Linked DNA regions of Callithrix jacchus: region 2 is linked to region 1. Evidence: chromatin contacts called from public Hi-C data. All regions are on one chromosome and are shown on one strand. Each heading gives the region's core, a stretch centred on a gene start, on an enhancer-like site or on the middle of the called end of the contact. The rest is flanking DNA. Distances are from core to core; before and after follow the strand shown. Region 1 holds the start of B4GALT3 (beta-1,4-galactosyltransferase 3). Region 2 has its middle 9.5 kb from the start of TRNAV-CAC.

Evidence for each region. Hi-C and Micro-C count contacts between places; a contact is called where the count stands out from the background.
Region 2: a contact with region 1 is called in a Hi-C map of induced pluripotent stem cells, with 2.6 times the contacts expected there. The contact joins the enhancer-like site here to the promoter of B4GALT3 in region 1. A contact is called at or near these places in 3 of 3 Hi-C or Micro-C datasets (induced pluripotent stem cells and skeletal muscle).

Annotation. Positions count from the first base shown.
Region 1 is chr18:21,038,087-21,044,366 of calJac240_pri, forward strand. It overlaps B4GALT3 (beta-1,4-galactosyltransferase 3), which reads right to left and starts at 2,748. Exons shown (of 9, transcript XM_078356124.1): 1 at 2,664-2,748; 2 at 2,165-2,353; 3 at 1,685-1,830; 4 at 1,053-1,319; 5 at 1-207. The coding sequence starts at 1,305.
Region 2 is chr18:21,229,460-21,235,739 of calJac240_pri, forward strand. No RefSeq gene overlaps it. Among named protein-coding and RNA genes, the nearest start is that of TRNAV-CAC, 9.5 kb to the right of the region's middle. Within about 2 kb of position 2,987, at least 2 of the 16 cell types and tissues checked have an H3K27ac peak or open chromatin away from gene starts, as enhancers often do.

The DNA.
Region 1 (6,280 bases), core at 1,498-3,997:
GCTGCTGGCGCTGCAAGAATGGGTGCAGGTGGTAGAGCAGCAGGCGCAGGTGGTGCTCCCGGGCACGATGGGGCACAATGATGGCTGTCCGGGAGCGGGGCTCACACCCTGCAGGGCGGTACCGGCCCCCTGGTTCTACCCGGGGATTCCGCTCCACAATCTCTGCCAGTGATGGCACTGGGCTAAAGGACACCGACACAGGACCCACTGTTGGGAAGGAATGGCAAGTAGAGGGATCAGAGGGGTAAAGAGAAAAGAATCAAACTAGGGTCTGGAAATACTTCTGGCACTGGCAGTCTGGTTCGGGGGTTTAGTTCTTAGCGCTCACTCAGAAATCTCACATGCCTTGATTGCCCTTCATTGGGACAGCTCTACAAAGGCTGGAAGGTGCAGGATCCTTACCTACCCTACTTTTCTCATTTTAGGGTTGCATAACTTTCTCCTGTCTCACAGGGTTGGAAGCTACAGTTGAAGGCTGGAGAGAACAAGACTTGCAACTAATTAAACCAGGGCTCATCTACAAGGAAAACAATTCCTAGCCTGGGGCAGGAAAAGTCCATAAAGGGGCAGGCAGTGTAGGGTGGCTCATGCCTGTAATTCCAGCGCTTTGGAAGGCTGAGGCAGGTGGAACACAAGGTCAGGAGCTCAAGACCAGCTTGGCCAAGGTAGTGAAACTCCGTTTCTACTAAAGATACAAAAATTAGCTGGGCATAGTGGTGCCCGCCTATAATCGCAGCTACTCAGGAGGCTGAGGCAGGAGAATTGCTTGAACCTGGGAGGTGAAGGTTGCAGTCAGCTGAGATTGCGCTACTGCGCTCCAGTCTGGGTGACAGAGCGAGACTGGGTCTCAAAAACAAAAAAAAAAGTGGAAACGCAACAGTCTAATCTAAACTCTGAATTCAGAGTCCATTCTATCTCAACCTCAGCCTATCTTCAGAGTCCATTATCCTCTTCTAAGTCCCACTCCTGCCACTTCATGCCTCCCTATCCCCAAGCCTCCTGTTCCCACACCTTTGTCCTTCCTTTCACAACCTCCTTCCTCCTGCACTTACCTAAGAGAGGAGATCGTTCTGGACAGTAGGGCAGATCTTGAGGAGCTGGAGGACCCCCTGGGGCCCCAGGCAGGTGACTGAGGTTACTGTAGACATCACGAGGATGAGAATAGTCAAATGTTGGCCCCTGATCTCGGCCAAATAGGGCACTGAGACTTCGGAAGCCCCCCAGTGACAGGTACATCATGACAGCCAGCTGGGAGCCCACAAGCAGGGCCAGCGTGCAGGGCCGCTCCAGCAGCCTCCGCAACATCCTGGGGGTGAGATCTAGGAAGGGAAAGGGGAATTCTAGGGGTAGGCAGGAAGAGAGCAAGCCAGCAGAGAGGTCAGTGGGTAGGGATGAAGGTGGTGACAGGGGTAAAGAGGAAAAAGAGGCAGAGAACAAAGTCACAGAAGGGAGCACACAGGTGCACAGTCATGCAAGGAAACAAAATAGAATGTAACCACCAGTATCCCTACCACCTGTCACTTCAGCCCAAGTTTCACTCTCTTCTACCTCCCCCCAAACCACTCCTACCATCTACTGTCAGTCCTCACCCCCAAGAATGTTTACATCATTCAAGTCTCATGTTCATTTCAGAAGTCTCTAGAATACCCCTCTTCCCATTTTAGAGGGGAAGATATAGACTCACCTAGGTTCAAGCTGTCTTCTTGGCGATCATGGGGGCTCCAGGGGGTCCCGGGGGGACAGAGATGTGAGGCATTATCTAAAATTGGAAATGTCACAGAGGGCAGAGAAAGGCTCCATCTAGCACTCCAGCAGCAAATCTGGGACCAGCTGGAACAGAAGTGGTAAAGGATAACTAGACACTTGCACCGCCAGAGATCAGGATCAGGGTGAAGCCGGTTTCCCAGCAGGTGAAGTGAAGCAAAGTGGTTGGAAAGGAAGGGGAGGAGCAGGAGATGGTAGGTCCCTTGCCTCTCTCCCGTGCTACTCTGCAATGACAGTGTCAGGTTCATACTTAATCACCCCCGTACCTCCATCCCAACACGATAGACTTGTTTGGGGAGTGGGGATAGGGCAGCTAATGGAAACAGTTTTCCCCCAGACCAAGAACCCGTTCAAGTGACGACAGGGTCATGACAGGACCGTGGAATGGACTAAGGAGTACCCAGGGTGAAGTAGGAAACAGGCTCCTTCCGTTCTTCCTGGGCACCAGCTCCTCAGGTGCAGGGACCATGACCACCTGGGAGCTGAAAGCAGACAGCCCCGGAGCTCGGCGGAGAGTAGGGTGTGGATGGCGTCCTCTACCTTTTTTTTACCTTTCCCCCGTTCTGGGGGGTTGGGAGGAGGGTTACTGCTGAAGAGAGGGGAGAGGAAGAGCAGGGGCAGAGACAGTCGGGGTTGGTGGAAGGGCTCACCTGGAGGGGCGTGGTCCGCGCTATACAGGGGGTTAAAACCCAGCTCTTTCGGAGCACGCCCATCCCATCCCAGTCTCTAGCTTTTGCCCTACCTTGCAACGTGAGCCCGCCTGGCCCCCGTCCTTACTTCCACCTGGGACCCCGTCCCTGCTCAGGCTCGTCTCCAGGCATTACTCAAACTTCTCACCCTCTCGACTGCCCGAACCTTTATCCCAGACCTCCGTCCCCACGCGTCCTCAGTGTACATACCCGGTCTTTTGCTGCCTGTCGTCACCGCCACCCCGGCAGCCGGGCAAGCATCACTGCCGCCATCTTGGAAGCGGGCGCCGCGGAGGCGGAGCCTCGCGTCATGGGGCGTGGCCTCGGGGCGGAGCAACCCGGGCTGTGGAGGCACAAGGTCTGAGGTACCGCGTGGCCGGGGGCTGGTGCGGGAGCGGCGCCGGAGAGTGTCCGCTTCGAACACGTCGTAGGCTACCCCTTGGGGAGCGGGAGGGGGAGCGGGAGCTCACGTGCACTCCGCAGACTGCTAGTGGGATTTCATTTCCTGCCCCTCAAATTTATAAAAGCAGAAGCTCAAGCCCTTCCTTTTCCTCTGGGCCGAGACTGATCAAGAGGCTAGTGAGCCGGTTTCTGGTGCTCCCGCTGACCTCATTATCACCCTGGGGTTTGCTGAGCCCTCTCCCAGTGTCGGTGGCACCCCCTGCAGCCTAGTGCCACTTAGTATCAATTGTTCCTCACGCAGGCTACAGCGTTGCGGACTGCTCTAGCGCATTTTTGTATTCCCATGGTATCTCGCAGGCCTGGAAATAAAAAAAACGATTAGTTAATAAAACAATGAAACATTGAATGTGGAGGGAAAGGCAGAGTATTCTTTAAAGTAAAATTGTGTTTCCCCAAATATGAGAGTAAAAATGGATGCTCCGTTAATATGTAATATGTTTACCTTATGACAAACACTCCCCCCAGTATACATTGTGTTCCTTTGAAGCAGATGTTCACGCTGAAGAAACAATCAAAGACTTGAATAACTCACAGAATCTGCCTCAGAAAGCCCATGATATTGTGTATCTTGTATGGAGGGAGGGATGTAAACAATATAATGTGATAAATATGCTGGCCTACAAGTGGCAACTCGTTCATACACAGAGATGCCAGAAAGGTTTCCCAGAAGTGAAGGCTAACGGGGAAATCTGAAGGACTTATCTGTAGTATATCCTTCTGCTTTAAAGAGTCTGTTTTCATGGAAGTTATTTTACAATTCAGTATAGGTAACTGATCTGTATGCAAATTCTGTCCTGTAGAGGTTCAATTAACCTGCTACTCCCCACATTGTGGGGAAAAAAAGGCAGCTTGGAGCTGGGCACTGTGTTCACGCCTGTAATCCCAGCACTTTGGGAGGCCTAGGAGGGTGGATCGCTTGAGGTCAAGAGTTTGGGAACAGCCTGGCCTACATGGTGAAATCCTGTCTCTACTAAAAATACAAAAATTAGCTGGGCATGATGGCACATGTCTGTAATTCCAGCTACTTGGGAGGTTGAGGCAGGAGAATCACCTGAACCTGGGAGGTGGAGGTTGTAATGAGCAGAGATCTAGATGCTACACTCCAGCCTGGGTGACAAGAGTGAAACTCCATCTCAAAAAAAGAAAAAGCAGTCTGAGCCTCCATTTTCATATTCATTTCTGTTTTCCTGATCCATGATTACATCTGTTCATGGCTGGGCGCGGTGGCTCATGCCTATAATCCCAGCACTTTGGGAGGCCAAGGCGAGTGGATCATGAGGTCAAGAGATCGAGACCATCCTGGTCAACAAGGTGAAACCCCGTCTCTACTAAAAATACAAACATTAGCTGGGCTTGGTAGTGTGTGCCTGTAATCCCAGCTACTTGAGAGGCTGAAGCAGGAGAATTGCTTGAACCCAAAAGGGGGAGCTTGTGGTGAGCCGAGATTGTGCCATTGCACTCCAGTCTGGGTAACAACAGCGAAACTCCATCTCAAAAAAAAATAAATAAATAAAGTCTGTTCTCTAGATTTTTTCTTGTATTATAACATCTGCTAGTTTCTTCATCAGTTAAGTAAAATCAACAAGGGTTCATTTTTCTCTTAATTTCTTTTTTCCTTCCTTCTCTGTCTCCTTCCTTCCTTCCTCTTTTTTCCTTTCCTTTCCTTTTCTTTTTTCCAAATACCCAGTCTTCGAGGCAAATGTGTTCATTTTTTTTTTTCTGAGATGGAGTCTTGCTCTGTTGCCCCATCTAGAGTCCAGTGGCTGCAACCTTCGCCTCCCAGGTTTAAATGATTCTCCTGCCTCAGCCTCCTGAGTAGCTGGGATTACAGGCACCCACCACCGTGCGTGGCTAATTTTTGTATTTTTAGTAGAGACGGGGTTTCACCAGTTTGGCCAGGCTGGTCTCAAACTCCTGACCTCGTGATCCACCCGCCTTGGGCTCCCAAAGTACTGGGATTACAGGCGTGAGCCACTGTGCGCAGCCTACGTATTTATTTTTATATTGACAAAGACCCTCTCCTTAATGAAACTTTCAACAGGCTCTTCTGACACCTTTTTGACTAGGTCTTGTCCTTAGGCCCTGTCCTGGACCTGCCTAGCCAATTATTGCAAGAATCCTGCCAAATCTGTTTAGGGATAATTCCCTGCCCACTTCTCCATCCACTCCTGATATCTGATCTATCTCATCACCCTCACTTGCCTTCAGGAAAGATCCTGTTAGGTCAAGGTCTGTTTAGCAAGCATCCTCCTAGCCTTGATGTAATTTTCCTCCCATCTACTGACTGATTCTGCTCATTGACTGTTGCAATAGTCCAGAAGAGTCTTCCTTACTGTTTTAACAAGTGTCAGAATAATTTTTTCTTTAACAGTATGAGTGTCATAATTTTACCTTTTTCTGAAAATTACTTTTTTTTTTTTTTGAGATGGAAGTTTGCTCTTTTGCCAGGCTGGAGTCCAATGGCACGATCTTAGCTCACTGCAACCTCCGCCTCCCGGGTTCAAGTGATTCTCCCACCTCAGTCTCCCAAGTAGCTGAAATTACAGGCATGCGCCACCACACCCTGCTAATTTTGTATTTTTAGTAGAACAGGGTTTCTCCATGTTGGCCAGGCTGGTCTCAAACTCCTGACTCAGGTGGTCTGCCCACCTCAGCCTCCCAGAGTGCTGAGATTACAGATGTGAGCCACTGCATCCGTCTGAAAATTAACTTTTAGCAGATGAGCAGTGTTCCAGGCAGAGGACACCGTAAGTGCAAAAGTCTGGAAACAAGGAAGAAATTACAGAGTTTGGAAAATTAAAACTGGGCCCCCAAGGCTGGTCAGTAGAGTGAAGGGAATGTTGAGATATAAGACTGAAGAGGTAAACAGGTGCCAAATAATGGACCCCACAAACCACATTAAAAGAGTTTGGATCTTATACACAGGGCAAGAAGAAGGCATTAATGTGCTGTAAATAGAGAGTGCTGTGATCAGAACTTCAGGACATGTGGAGCACTAATTGAAGTAGTCAAGACTGGAGGCAGGGAGACTATTTAGAAGGTTACTGCAGAAATCCATGAATAAGATGAAGCTCACACAAAGTAGGTAATACCCGTGGGACTGGAGGAAAGAAAGTACCTTTGAGAACTTTCAGGAGGCAAACAGACTTAATTGACTGGATGTGCCAACTTAGGTGTTGGACTCCACGAGGACATCCAGATTTCTAATTTGGACCACTGGGTGGTGCCATTTAATGAGAAACAAAACTTAGGAAGAAGCACATTTTGGGGGAGGGGTGGAGGTGACAAACTTTAGACATAAAGAGTTTGAGGTGCCCATGGAGGCTCAAAATGAGATAATGCTGGGTTTAAATACAATAACAGTT
Region 2 (6,280 bases), core at 1,737-4,236, 190 kb after region 1:
TTGGCCAGGCTAAGACCCTTCAGCAGCAAGAGCTGCAGTTGCAAAAAATTAGCCAGGCGTGGTGTTGGGCACCTGTAGTCTCAGCTAATTGGGAGACTGATGCAGGAGAATCACTTGAACCCGGGAGGCGGAGGTTGCAGTGAGCCCAGATCGCACCACTGCACTCCAGCCTGGGCAACAGAGCGAGACTCCGTCTCAAAAAAACAAAGAGCTTTAGTTGCTGCGGGTCCGCGATGGGAGTGAGCGGGACGCGGACCAAGAGCATGGTGGTGGCGCGGAAGAAGTTTTTAAAAACAGTAATGCAAACCAGAATCTATGGGAAACGGCGAAGCTTTATTTAACACAGCATTTCCAAAACTTGTTTGAACACAGAAATGTAGTGACTTTAGCATTCTGTGAAACAGAATATATAGGGGCTTAGGGTAGCATACAGGATTTGGAACAGGATATAAATTATAATCCGAACTCTTAGTAGTAACACTGGATGACATTGGGTACATTGTATTTTTTTTCATCTATTAGATACAATTATTCCATACCAACTATGGCATATGGTGGTAATCCTGATGAAATGTTACTTGTCTGAAAAATATAAAACACTACAGATGCTGAAGTGGTTTGGAGAATTTTTAAAAACTCTACAGAAATGCAAAGGTTTTTTTTCTCAGATTTTATAGTAATAGTAGATTTAGGGTTAGTGCTCAGTATATCATTTCAACGGTGTTACATTTGTAAGTCTCTTGCCTTATATCTTTTAAGTTTCTTTTTGAAAAAGTTGATGTTGGGTAATTTGGCTTTTCTCTTGTACTGTAGAAAAACTTTGTCAATAACTGAGAAGGAGAATAGGTAAGAAGGGAGAAAAGGAAGGAATTTTTTTTTTTATTGAGACAGTCTTGCTCTGTCACCAGGCTGGAGTGCAGCAGCGCAATCTTGGCTCACTGCAACCTCCGTCTCCTGGGTTCAATAGATTCTTCTGCCTCAGCCTTCCACGTAGCTGGGACTACAGGTGCGCACACCCATGGCCAGCTAATTTTTGTGGTTTTAGTAGAGACGAGGTTTCACCACGTTGGCCAGGATGGTCTCGATGTCTTAACTTTGTGATCTGCCTGCCATGGCCTCAGGGTGTGAGCCACCTTACAGGCATGAGCCACGGTGCCTGGCCAAGGAATTTATTAATATGAATTTTTTTTCCTGTAGATATCTCAGTATTGTAGATTACATTGAATTGTCCTTTTTTTTCTGATTCTTTGAGACACAGTTGAGATTCTGTTACTGACGATCTGTCTTGGGACATTGAGGCATTGGTGTAATTAAGAGTGTTTATTTATGAGACAGGGTCTCACTCTGTTGCCCAGGCTGGAGTACAGTGGTGTGATCACAGCTCACTGGATCTCCTGGGCTCAAGCAATCTTCCCACCTCAGCCTCTCGAGCACCTGGGACTACAGGCAGGAGCCGTGATGCCCAGCCAATTTTTAAATGTTTGTAGAGATGGAGTCTTACTTTGTTGTTCAGGGTGGTCTCAAACTCCTGGACTCAGTGATCTTCCTGTCTCAGCCTCCCAAAGTGCTGGGATTACAGGCATGAGCCGCTGCACCTGGCCAAGACCATATATTCAAACTTTACAAGTTGTGCACTTTTAAGGTGCAGCAGAACCAGTTATTGAATGACTGCCATAAAGATGGAATAGTGGCCAGGTGCAGTGGCTCATGCCTGTAATCCCAGCACTTTGGGAGGCTGAGGCAGGCGGATTATCTGAGGTCAAGCATTCAAGGCTGTCCTGGCTAACATGGTGAAACACCGTTTCTACTAAAAATACAAAAAATTTGCTGGGCGTGGTGGCACAGGCCTGTAATCCCAGCCACTCAGGAGGCTGAGGCTGGAGAACCGCTTGAACCCAGGAGGTGGAGGTTTCAGTGAGCTGAGATCACACTGTTGCACTCTAGCTTGGGCAACAAGAGTGAAACTCCGTTTCAAAAAAAAAAAAAAAAAAAAAGCTGGAATAGTTTTCTGAATACATGAGTACATGAAAGTGTGAGGGGCTCTTAGTGGTTGTCTAGGTTCATTTGTATGTATGCTCAACAGTAAAAGAGGTATTTTTTTGTATGTTCTTTTTTGTTTGTTTTTCATTACAAAAATTAAAAGAGGCTGGGCGTGGTGGCTCACGCCTGTAATCCCAGCACTTTGGGAGACCGAGGCGAATGGATCACCTGAGGTCAGGAGTTCGAGGTTAGCATGGCCAACATGGTGAAACTTCATCTCTACTAAAAATACAAAAATTAGCCTGGCATGGTGGCACGTGCCTGTAATCCTAGCTACTCAGGAGGCTGAAGCAGAAAAATCACTTGAACCCACGAGGCGGAGGTTGTAGTGAGCTGAGATCGAGCCACTTCACTCCAGACCAGGTGACAGCGCAAGACTATGTCAAAAAAAAAAGGAAGAAAAAGGAAAAAAGGAAGCTGGGCTAGAGATTAAACATTTCACAGAGAAGGAAATACAAATGGCCAGCTGCGGTGCTCATGCCTGTAATCCCAGCACTTTGGGAGGATCACTTGAGGCCAGAACATCGAGACCAGCTGGGCAACATAAATGAGACCTCATCTCTACTAAAAATCAAGTGTTGCCTCTAGGGAGAGAGAAGGAATAATAGGAAGGCATTGGGGGTAGATGATAAACTTATTTGAATATTGTTTTATAGAGTTTATTTTGAAAACATGTATTTTACATAATTATAAAACAAAAATTTTAAAATGATCTATTTTTACAACAAATAGTTTTTTTTAAAAGAAGAAATAGTTGGCTATAATACAACAGCTATTATATAAATGAGTTAATACCTCTACTTCCTCTCAACTTGACAAATTTCATATTGTTTTCTTTCTTGAGATTAAGTCTCCCTCTAGTGGAGACTAGTTTTACAACTAGTCCCCAACACCCAGCACCACAAAGGGAAAAAATCCTTCGCCTATTGCCTCCTGCTGCGGTAAAATTATATATTATAGGTATCAGTCTTGAGAAGGAGGATGTGGTGGAAGATACTGAGCAATGGGGTAATAAAGAGTTGGGACCAGAGTTAACTTTTATCAGGAATTAGGGATATGAGAAGCTCTAAGAGCCAAGATTTGGATTATTCAACTCGGAAAGGGGTTGACTTCATGACGGTAAAAAAATTCCACCACCTTTGCCCAGAAAGAGGTGATTCACACGCTGATATCACTGTGTTCTCAGGGAAATAGCTCCCCACAAGACATTGCATTAGGGAGAAGCCACGGTGAGGAACAGTGATGAGCAGGGCATGAAGAGTGATCGTCCGAAGCCAGATATGATGTCATGAGGGTGAACTCCAGGACCTCCTGTCCTTCAGGATGATCCCACAGTCTCACTGACCGCTCAGGCCAGATTCATGAAAGCTTTGTCTTTCCAGAGACTGATCAGGGCAAAAGGTACTGACAGCCCCTTCAGCTCCCGGCAGGGAGGGGCAAGGACTACCCACATTGAAAGTGGCCCCTTGGGGGATGACAGGAGGATCCTTGTGTCCTGGGCTACCCTAGGTCTCATCTGACCTTGCATAGTGAAAGCTACTCATGGGAGAACTCTCTTATCAGGGAAGCCCTTAGAGTGGGAGGGCTTTCCTAACATCGACTCCCATTTCTGGGAGTATATGCCATTCTTCTCCACTCTCTGCTGCACTGTGGTCTTAGCCTCTGTAGAGAATGTTTGTTGCTTGCCACCTCAGCATATATCTTCCACCCTCTTTACAATTTTCAATAAGAACACAAAAAGAAATGAAGACTAAAAATGGCCCAGTTTCCTAAGATCATTTTCTGATCCTATAGAATCTAATTCCTTAATTCAGCTCTGTGATCCTGCTCTTTTGCATATCTAGCTTGAGAATCCTGTCCAGGGAGGGACTCACTTGAAGAATTATTTCTGCCAATTCCCATATCTTTCTTTGTCTTGCCTCACTTTCTCCTTTAAGAGGTGAATTTACAGACACATTAAAATTCTGGAGGAAAACACTGGGCTAATTAAGTGTGGTGACCCTTCCTAGAAGCAAAATGTAGCATATTTCTGTAGGAGTACATCAGCAAAGAAGACCATTGAGGAAGATATCTCTCTCCAAACATGTCGGTTGCTAAAGGCCAGCCCCCAGACTGTAATTCCTAAAGTAAAAAAAGGTAATGTCAACCTTATATAATAGAATATTATTCAGCCTTGAAAAGGCAGGATATTCTGACACATGCCAGAACATGGATGGAACTTGAGGACACTATGCCCAGTGAAATAAGCAAGTCATGAAAGGACAAATGCTGTATGATTCTACTGACATGAGGTACTTTGAATAGTCAAAGTCATAGAACAGAAATTAGAAGAGTGGCTGCCAGGAGCTGAGGGAAGGGATGATGGGGAGTTATTGCTTAATGAGTACAGAATTTCAGTTTTGCAACATGAAAAGAGTTCTGGAAATGGATAATGGTGACGGTTGCAAAATGATATGAATGTATTTAATACCACTGAGCTCTACACTCACAAATGTTTTGGATGATAAATGTTATGTTATGTAATATTACCACAATAAAAAAATTGGGGGAAAAAAAGCAATATGACCCTTACTGAGGACTGCCAGGAGTAATGAAAGCAGGTAACAGGCCACGCCTGTAAACCTAGCACTTTGGGAGGCTGAGGCAGGTGGATCACCTGAGATTGAGAGTTTGAAACCAGCCTGACCAACATGGAGAAATCCCATCTCTACTAAAAAATACAAGATTAGCCAGGTGTGGTGGCACATGCCTATAATTCCAGCTACTCGGGAGACTGAAGCAGGTGAATCATTTGAACTCAGGAGGTAGAGGTTGCAGTGAGCTGAGATCGTGCCACTGCACTCCAGCCTGGGTGACAGAGCAAGACAGTAAGACTCCGTCTCAAAAAAAAAAAAAAAAAAAAAAAAAAAAGCAGTGAGACTAGAGTCTATCTAGATCAGAATTATTAGTCATATCATCATTATGGAAGTGATTAAATTAAAATGTAACAAAAATGTTTAAACGTATTTTTGCGATAACCAAATATAAAATTATAATAGTAGTACATTTTGCATATGAGAAAATTGAAGCACAGGAAAGTTAAATAATTTCTCCAAGAACACACAGTAAGTTGTAGAACCAGTTACCAAACCCAGGTAGTCTGGCAAACCCCCACACTGGCCTGGTCCTGAAAGCCCAGACCCTAAAACCTGAAATCTCTAGCCTCCAACTAATTTGATTGGTTAAACCAATCGCATCAATTTATTTCCTATGGGAATGCTCAGATGTTTAACTTCCTAATGTTCACTGAGACTCTTCAAGAGTGGGTGAGGGATAGAATATACAGCATTTCCTCAGTTTAGCCATTGAATTGATTTTTTTATAAGCATCTCAAGGAACTTGAGCCCAAATTTTGCAAAACTGCATGTAATATGCAATGTTGCGTTTGTTTGTCTTTTCCAGCTACTTTAAGAGAATATTTAAATTATTTTCTCTCATTTGGAAAATTTTTAAATTGAGATATTGAAAAACTTAATGATTTGTTCAAGGTCATAATCAGTTACTATTGTAGTCAGAATTAGAATCTAAGCCTGGCTACAATTTCAGGGATCTTCTTTTAAAGTTGTTGTTTTTTTTAACACTTTTTTTTTTTTAAGACAGGATATCACTCTGTTGCCCAGGCTGGAGTGCAGTGGCATGATCGCAGCTCACTGTAGCCTCGACCTCCCCAGGCTCAGGTGATCCTCCAACCTCAGCCTCCTGAGCAGCTGGGACCACAGGCATGCGCCACAATGCCTAGCTAATTTTTGTATGTTTTTGTAGAGACAGGGTTTCACTATGTTGCCCAGGCTAGTCGCGAACTCCTGGGCTCAAGTAATCTGCTTGCCTCAGCCTCCCAAAGTGCTGGGATTATAGGCATGAGTCACAAAATTATTTTTTTTCTAATTACGGAAGGAATACTAGCAAATTTCATTCCAGCAAATCAAACAATACCAAGCATTTACCTAGAGGAACTAAGTAAACCCCATAACACTAAATCTTGGTTATCTATTTCTGTATAACCACTTCAAAATTTAATGGCTGTGGCAGATTGTATTTTTCAAGACGGTTCTAACAAGATATTCCACACTACATGCGCTTCTTAAATGTGACTCTCCTCCCATTAAGAGGTGGAGTCTATATTCCCTCCTCTTGAATTTGGGTGGGCCTGTAAATGCAAGGTCGAAAAGGTGATACATCTTCCCCTCGATTTTCTTAGGAG